3 separate regions of the Mus musculus genome follow, and regions 1 and 3 are each linked to region 2. A link is a contact called in public HiChIP or PLAC-seq data. All regions are on one chromosome and are shown on one strand. The core of a region is the stretch at or near the end of the contact, and the rest is flanking DNA. Distances in the headings are between cores, read along the strand shown.

What was found. HiChIP or PLAC-seq counts read pairs in DNA pulled down with a chosen protein or histone mark.
Region 1: a contact with region 2 is called in a BATF HiChIP or PLAC-seq map of CD8 T cells, with 5 read pairs. The contact joins two enhancer-like sites. A contact is called at or near these places in 2 of 484 Hi-C or Micro-C datasets (both in bone marrow-derived macrophages), 6 of 115 datasets of contacts at active chromatin or transcription factors (CD8 T cells, embryonic stem cells, hepatocytes and 3 more) and 3 of 9 other capture datasets (adipose tissue, liver and pancreatic islet).
Region 3: a contact with region 2 is called in an HNF4G HiChIP or PLAC-seq map of pancreatic cancer cells. The contact joins two enhancer-like sites. A contact is called at or near these places in 1 of 15 datasets of contacts at CTCF or cohesin (the NIH/3T3 cell line), 3 of 484 Hi-C or Micro-C datasets (CD4 T cells, bone marrow-derived macrophages and pre-pro-B cells), 16 of 115 datasets of contacts at active chromatin or transcription factors (the HPC-7 cell line, the NIH/3T3 cell line, cardiomyocytes and 9 more) and 2 of 9 other capture datasets (adipose tissue and liver).

Annotation. Positions count from the first base shown.
Region 1 is chr6:108,506,264-108,508,963 of GRCm38.p6, reverse strand. All of the region lies in intron 54 of Itpr1 (inositol 1,4,5-trisphosphate receptor 1), which reads right to left. Among named protein-coding and RNA genes, the nearest start is that of Mir7661, 18 kb to the right of the region's middle. Within about 2 kb of position 1,408, at least 23 of the 459 cell types and tissues checked have an H3K27ac peak or open chromatin away from gene starts, as enhancers often do. A contact at or near this core is called in CD8 T cells and regulatory T cells, where this site is marked.
Region 2 is chr6:108,687,100-108,689,865 of GRCm38.p6, reverse strand. No RefSeq gene overlaps it. Among named protein-coding and RNA genes, the nearest start is that of 0610040F04Rik, 28 kb to the right of the region's middle. Within about 2 kb of position 1,350, at least 63 of the 459 cell types and tissues checked have an H3K27ac peak or open chromatin away from gene starts, as enhancers often do. A contact at or near this core is called in CD8 T cells, embryonic stem cells, pancreatic cancer cells and 1 more, where this site is marked.
Region 3 is chr6:108,455,933-108,458,695 of GRCm38.p6, reverse strand. All of the region lies in intron 44 of Itpr1 (inositol 1,4,5-trisphosphate receptor 1), which reads right to left. All of the region lies in intron 3 of Gm35165 (a long non-coding RNA gene), which reads left to right. Among named protein-coding and RNA genes, the nearest start is that of Gm35165, 15 kb to the left of the region's middle. Within about 2 kb of position 1,510, at least 216 of the 459 cell types and tissues checked have an H3K27ac peak or open chromatin away from gene starts, as enhancers often do. A contact at or near this core is called in embryonic stem cells and pancreatic cancer cells, where this site is marked.

The sequences.
Region 1 (2,700 bases), core at 159-2,658, 180 kb after region 2:
TCCCCTAGCCTTCACCTGTTTGTTCAGCCACTCTTACTTATCCCATACACACCAAATAGTATATCTTGCTAAAACAAAACAAAACTCTAAGTGACTATTTATGATAGCTGTCCTGGCCTCCTCAGCTAATGTATTAAAAATAGCAATTGTCTAACTTGAGTCTTCCTTGAAAATGGTCTTTGTCAAAGATGTGTTGTCTGTGGAATGATCAAAGGACAGAACAAAAAGAAACAAATAGTCACACATTCTGAGGAACTAATTAATACCTTTTCTTTCCATCCATCTGTCCTGTCTGTCATCTGATTATCCTGTGTTCCCTCTGAAACAACTTCTCAGAGCACACAAAACCTATGCCACCGTCTCTAGAACTCTCTCTCTCTCTCTTTGCCATTGTGCCCATGCTTTGACAATTGTCAGAGCTAATAGTAATGGCATGTCGTGCCACCTCAGGCATTATAAGTGAACAATGTGAATGCATTGTTGCATCATTTCATTTTAGACGGAGGCCATAGTATTGCCCCAGCCACCCATGATTGGAAACTTAGTGTTAAATTTATATTTTTTACACTAGGGAGATGGCTCAGTTGTAAACATGCTTCCCATGTAAGCCTGAGTTTGATCACCAGAACCCATGTTAAAAAAAAAAAAAAATCCTTGTGTGGTGGTGTATGCTTGCTATCTCCATACAGGGGAGGCAGTGGGGAGGCAGTGACAGGGAAGCCTTGGTGCTTTTGAACCTAGCCAACTCAGCAAGCCTTAAGCCAGTGAGAGACCTGTCTCAAATAAGAAGGTGGATGGCTCCTGAGTAAAGACACTAAAGTTGACATTTGGCCTGCATACACACTGGCACAAACACAAGTACACACGTGAACCCCAGCCTCCAGACCCAGGTGGCTTGAATGAAAATAGCCCCCACACCCCAGGTTCGTGTGTTTCTATACTTGACCCCAGTTGGTAGACTAATTGGGAAAGATCAGGAAGTGTGACCTTGTTGGAAGAAGTTCGTCACATGGTGGTGGGCTGGGGGTGGGGAGAGGAGCTGAGGTTTCAAAAGACAAGAGCCATTCACAGTTTGCTCTCTCTGCCTCCTGCTTGTTCAAGATATGAACTCTCAGATATTCCTGCTGCCAAGCCTTTGGTTCCCCCATTAATTGACTTCAGCCCCCTGAAAGTCCAATTAAATGCTTTATAAATTGCCTTTGTCTTGGCATTTTGTCACAGCAACAGAAAGGCAACTAATACACAAAATAAATTTATTCCTTTCATTGTCCACCCAGTTAAGACAATACTTCTTTGCTTGAAGAAAAAGACCTCCTCATTGTTTGCTCTGCCTTTTTGCCTACCCCATGGTGTTCTTTCCTTCACCACTGAGACACCTGCAGCTTGTTTCTTATGTCTACACTATGACTCAGCCTTACCACACCTGATCAAAAGCACTGGCAGAGCCCCAAGGGCCTCTCTGACTACAGTACCTCCCACCCCAGTCTACATAACATGGATGAATGAATTTTCTAGGATGTCTTTGAAAAGATAATCTTGGCTCAAAACACTGCAAGCATTTACCAAGGCGCATAGAGTACCCCCCGCATCAGTCTCACTGACTCGTCAGCAAAGCTACAGGCATGTGGGAAACATGGCCACGAAGGTTCCCTTTCTCAGAGTCTTGGGCTTATTCTTTAAGTCTTTATTGCAGTTACAACACTTTTAATGGATTTTTGCCATTGACCCTCTATTTTAATTCCTCACCCAACATTTACCACCATGGAATGATGTTCTGGAAACACATGTGAACCTGGAGGAAGACATTCAATGAACTTACCCCAGAGTTCAGTGTTCCAGGATTAGTCCCCTCCCTAACACGGCTCTCTGGTCTATTGCTCCACTTAGGCCTATGAAGCCTAAGACAAGCAAAATGCTTTCCTGAGTCTTGCACTTCCTGGCCTCACCTTTTCTATTCTTTCATGTACAGTTTCATAAGGTGTGGTGGCAGATGCTTGTAATTTTATCACTCTGGAAGGCTGAGGCAGGAAGATCATGAATTGGAGGTCAGCATGGGCTACATAGTCAATGTAAGATCAGTTTGGGACACAGAGAGTTCAAGGCTGAGCTGGGCTCTACAGCAAGAATATTTCAAGAATCCAAACCAAACCGAAACCAAATCAACAAAACACAATTTCAAACCCGCTGCCTTTCTTTCTCTGTGCTTATCTGGCCAGAATCCCTGACGCTTTAGCGATCGGGATACCTGACACGATTCTGTATTGCCCGCACTTTTCTATGACACTTCCATTTTTGTACATTCACGTCAGCTTTCTTACATGATTAGAATAGAAACCAAAGCCAAAGGAAGGTATTCTGAGATTCCCAAGATGCAGGAGTCCCATGCCACCTATAGCCTTCCCTCAGCCATAACTATCTCCTAAGGACCCTGGACATCCCTTCAACTATAGTGACAGCACTCCACTGACATCTAAATAGTCACCTGTCATTTTCTCCTTCCCTCACCACTTGCTCTGTCTGTTTGTGAACAGTCCCTCTAACCTCTCCCCTCTTTTCTATGTGAGCCCTTTGAGAACCAAGTGCTATGTTAATATTTGATCGTTTGATTTGCTGGCTAAAAACCTATGGTCTAAACAAACCTTTGGTCAGACTGACCAAACTAACTTGAACTTCGATGGCTGCTACTGTCCCTGTCTAGCT
Region 2 (2,766 bases), core at 101-2,600:
GTGTGCCATCCCTCACAGAAAATCAGAGGACAACTGTGATGGTTTGTATATGCTTGGCCCAGCCAGGGACTAGCACTATTAGGAGATGTGGCCTTGTTGGAGTTGGTTTGTCACTGTGGGCATGTGCTTAAGACCCTCATCCTAGTTGCCTGGAAGTCAGTCTTCTACTAGCAGCCTGCAGATGAAGATGATGTAGAATTCTCAGCTCCTTCTATACCACGCCTTCTTAGATTCTGTCATGTTCCTGTCTTGATGATAATGGACTGAACCTCTGAATCTATAAGCCAGCCCCAATTAAATGTTGTCCTTTAAGTCTTGCCTTGGACATGGTGTCTGTTTACAGCAGTAAAACCCTAAGACAACAACTTTTAGGAGTTGATTCTCTCCTTCCACCATGTTGGTCTCAGGAGTTGAACTCAAGTCATGAGACTTGTAGTAAGTACCTTTACCTGCTGGGCCATGTCCCCAACCTCACTTGGACTTTTTAATTCTCAAAATTTCCTATCCTTTGTCCATTAACGTAACTCAAGGTCTTCCAGCCAGCTAGGTAAAATAGCACTTCCCAACCCTGGCCAGGCAGATAGGGCGACACATGCAGCTATCGCGCCTGGGACTGTGGCCCAGGCTAGCCTACATACCTAGCAGGACAGCTTATCATAGCTGAAAAGTGTCACCTAGGGCTCAGTTTACACGAGTGGCCACTGAGGCTTAGAAAAGGCTGGGAACTGTTCCCAGAGCAAGGTAAAGCCATAGTAAGACTAGAAAACAAGCCCTCTGGCAGGTCAGAAGTAGATGGCTATCAGTGGTGGAACTGAGAAGAGAAAGGGCAGGGCAGAGAAATGGCTCTCCAGGGTTGGTATCTTACTTCGATGGTTATCGGTGGCATGGTGCCAAGAAGGTTAGATCAGGACACTGGAGTCTCTGCTTTAGGGGAAGAGAGAACATGGAGGATCGTCTTCCCTCCAGGCATGGTTGCATTGTGAAACTAGAGTCTGTTTAACATCTCTGTTTGCTATACATTTTTCTTTTTCTATGTAGCCCAGGATGGCCTCATGATCCTCCTGCTTCAGCTTCCTGAATGCAGGGGGATTACAGATGAGTGTCACTATGCCTTGGTTTCACCTTGGTTGACAGATGGCCATCACTGGCCAGCTATAGGGCGAGCGGTATAATGAAAGAGAGAAGACCCAGTTGGGCTTCCCAGGGGCCTCCGCCCTCCCCCCTCTAAGGGCCCCACTCCAGTTCTCTGTCATCGACTGCCTGGGGGTTTTCCTGGCTCTGTGTCTGCATCACAGAGCCTCTGCTATGACACTGCCCCAAGTCCCAGAGGCACTGCCCCGGGCTGGAAAATCCCTCAGAGCCCAAGCAGCCTGTGACCATAGAGGCAGGAAACTGTGACACTGGAGGCAGGCAGGGTGTGGGGTTTATTCTTGGTATGTGGTTGGAAAGGGTGGGGCTGGTGGGGGAGGGGTGGGATGAGAGGACAGAAATCCACAAAGGGGGAAGCTTAATGAGAACCTCTCTGATCCCTATGCTTCCAGCGCCCCCACCGTCTTATCTCCCCTTTTGGAGGTAGTAGGGGAAGGAGACTACACCTCAGAATCCACAGTGCAGAACCACTAAGTGATGCACCCCATCTCTGGTGCAATCTGAGGAATAGCTATCCTGAACTAAGCCGTTCCATTGTTTGCGGGGAGGTGCTTACTTTAAAGGTGCCAGGCTTTGGTCATGCTAGGCAAGTGCTCTACCACTGAGCTATACTTCCAGCTTTCATTCATGTATATATGTGTGTGTGTGTATATATATATATACATTTATATATACTATATTAGGAAAATCTCTCATTCTTTCTCCCTCTCTCAATATGTATACTGGCCTTAAACTCCTGACATGGCTGAAAATGACCTTGAACTTCTGGTCCTTGCCTGCACCTCCAAGTGTATGCTGGACCTACAGTAAGTCCTCAATAGCAGCCCCTTTATTTCCATCTTGCTTCATTAGGTATTAACACCATTTCAAAGAAGAGGGAACTGAGGCTTAAGAGGTAGACACCGTTTTCCCATCGTCATGCACTGACACACTTATCCAGTCATCAGCTCATATCCACATGATATTCACATGATTGCCACGTGGCGACTACTTGTTCAAGCCAAGCAGGATTGACAACGCCTTCAGTGTTGTCCATGCCTTTGAGGTGTAGGGGTGTATTCTAGCAAAGCTAGACAGTGACCTGGCACTCAGATCAGTAAGGAAATCACAGATGGGGCAGGAAACACGCAGGGAGGAGACATGGTATGTGTGAGCATGGTGGATTTCTGAAAACGAGATAGGAAGGGACTTTGTAGGAGGCGACATTCATGCTCGGACTTCAAGGTACAACAATATCCTAAGGCCTGTGGGTCTGAGGTAAGCAGAAAAGAACACGGGAGGCAGGTGGGTCAAGAAGAAGGCATTTGAGGAGACAGGAGACACATTCTGGTCACCATGGCTACTGGTGTCTGACCCTCTCATTACAGGACTAAGTTTAAGGTAGTGTAACTCCTTACATTCCTGCCTGCGGTGGCCCCCTCCACTTAAAATTTGTCATAGGTCAGACTAGTTAGTTAGACTACTCTAACTTCCAGACAGGAGCCTGCCTGGGCCTGTGGATTCTTCACAGAGCAACAGGGGGCAAACCTCAGAGGATCCTACCATCAGCCCTCAGGGAACAGCGTCAAACCCAGGCATCTTCTGGGGTTTTGACCTTTCTCCACCCAACTACTACAG
Region 3 (2,763 bases), core at 261-2,760, 230 kb after region 2:
CCCCAACCCGCACAAGCATTTTGTCCAGTGCCTAGTATTTATTGTCTTAATGAATAAATAACAACCCTAAGGGAGGCACAGTTCCAAAAACCTTAATTCTGGGAATGTGAAAGCTCAAAGTCCCGCTAAATGGGGAAGTGTCCCACCTTGGGGGCGGCTGAAGGGAGGTGTGGAGCTGGCACTTAGCAGGCTTTTGCTTCTAACTCTGGGACAGGTTCAGCCTGGCTGGGGATCTTTAATCTGCCCAGTTAACTGTTAACCAATAGGGCCTCAGAGACACAGCTGCCTGCATCATTAACTTGGGAGCAGGAAGGGCCATCCTTTGTGGGCCCTCCACCTTAGAAGCTGGCTGTCTCCCCAGGCTCCACAGCTACAAACTCCAGGCTCGACAGTCTGTGGGGTCATGTTGCAAGAACATTAATAAAGCCACATTTCTCAAACACCAGCTGCTGAGGGTGACTCCACCACACCTTCCTTCAATTACAGTCCCTCCCCCCCCCCCCACACACACATTTTAAAGTCTTGGATTTTTGGAACAGTTGCGGAAGAATACACATGGCTTACAGAACCACAGGCTTGAGTGTCTGAACCACGCTGATGAAGCAAGCTCAAAATGCAAGCGTAGGGTACTGGTAAAACGCGGAGGGCTACTTTTCCAAGGGATCTTAGTGGACCTTGAGAAATCTAAGTGTGGGCAGGCTCTGAAGTGGCAAGTGGCGCTAAGATATAGAGCGGCGGTCAGCTGTGAACACCAAGAACGTTCTCAGAACTGAGGGCTCCAGATTTGTGTCTGAGGTGACTGAATTGCTTCATATTCAGGATCAAGCTGCTGCCTAGCCCAGTAAAAACCACTGTAGGTAGGGCTTGCCCAGCACAAGCGCAGCAGTAGAGCACTTGCCCTGGGTTCTACATCCAACACCAGGGAGAAAGAGAAAAAAGTCTCAACCACGAAGTTCACTCTCTTGGAAGGTTTCCAAAGGGAAAGTCCCTCAAGTTACTCAGAGGGAAAAAAAAATTACCTACTCAGTCTGGAATCTGGGATGTTTTATGCAGATGTCTGCCGCTCTAGTTAATGAAGGGAAGTCAGCCGGCCTTTGATTATTCAAACAGCTACCTCCAGTAAGGATTGCACAACTCGTAAGCAATGAAGGGGTGGGCTTGACTTTTTAAATTTTTTTTTAACTTTAAAAATCTTAAGCCTGTTTTGCTGGAACTGTCCCCCCCCCCACCCCCACCCCCAACCCACCCCCACCCCCCCCCGCTGGAGTTTTTCATCTCAACTTATTCTTTTGTACTTGTTAAAAGCTTCCGCTCTGCTGAGAGTGTGGACACAAAGTCAGCACAGAAACCTGGGTGGCTTCCCTCAGAAGCCGAGGTGCAGGGAGCAGGGAGCTCTCCCTGGCAGCCACAGGGCTCTCAGCCCTTCCTTCCTTCCTTGCTATGTATCAGAGTCAGGGAGGGAGGGTGTGTGTGTGTGTGTACACGAGCTCTCACACACATGCACTGTTCTCGAGACAGATGGAGGATCAAACCCAGTTTCACCCGTGCCAAGTACACACTGTCCCACTTAGCTAATTCCCTAGCACATGACTTTTTCTATTTTTTTTAAAATGTGTGTTAATCCAACCTGTAACTTTCAGGTAACAGGGGTCATCATTGTGGGACAAACTTCCCTTGTTTTCCTTTTATAAAGTGTGACTCTATTTCATAATAATATGGCTAGAGGGGACAGATGTCATTCAGTTTAGGGCAAGAGCAGAGACCAGGATGTAGGGAAACACAAACAACCGCTCTCCTCCGGGGCAAACTGCTGTGCTAGGAGCAACGGAATCCACCTGGTTCCGGAGCAATCTAGCAGGAGACAGAAAGCTTCCATCCCGCCACAGGGAGGCTAAGCCCGGGCAATGGAGGGAGTGGTTACGAAAAATCACGGGAAAATAGACAGGGGAGGGTGGGAAAGGAGCACCTTAGGAAAAACTCTTCTGAGGCCCTGGGGCTACACAATGGGGGTGTTTGTGGAAGGGAGGGAAAATATTCCTGTTTCCTGAGGCAGCTCCAAGAAATCACGAGTGGGCGTGAGAAACAAGGAAGCGCATGGATTAAAAAGAAAGAAAAGAAAAGAAGGGGGTGGGGAGTCAGGGAAGGAGAGAGCAGGATCCTTGAGAAACAGGGGAATTAAAAAACACCATGGCAACAATGCGGCCCACCTACTACCCCTGGCCGCCCACCCACAGCCTGATTCTTTACTGACGCATTTTGAGAACAAGCTGGTTCCTACCAGCTCAGGAAGGTGAGCAAACCCAGAGCTCATTAAATCCCAGCTCTGCGACTCTTGCCTGCCTGCAGATAGTGAGCAAGGAGGACATAAATAGAAGTTATGTAACAGCGCTTTGTTGATTCCTGTGCTCACCAAAAACATGCGGCATGACCTGGTTTTTCTTTAAAGTTCGCCTTGGCCTGCAGGTTGCCGACTCTAAGGCAGTGAGGAACCATCTTAATGTTTAAACAGCAGGATACAGACTTCCGAGTTAAAAGGAACTCAGGCCAAAGCTAGGAATCCTTGGGGCAAGTTATCTCTGGATATTTAAAAAAAACAAACAAACAAACAAACAAAAAAAAAACCAAGAATAACAACAACAACAAAAAACCAACAAACAACACAATAGTAACAAAAACGGGTGAAAAATCTTGAGATTTCCTCTTAGGACCTTTCCTGATGAAAACTGAAAAACTTGAGGGTAAACGCCCACAGCAGAGCCTCAG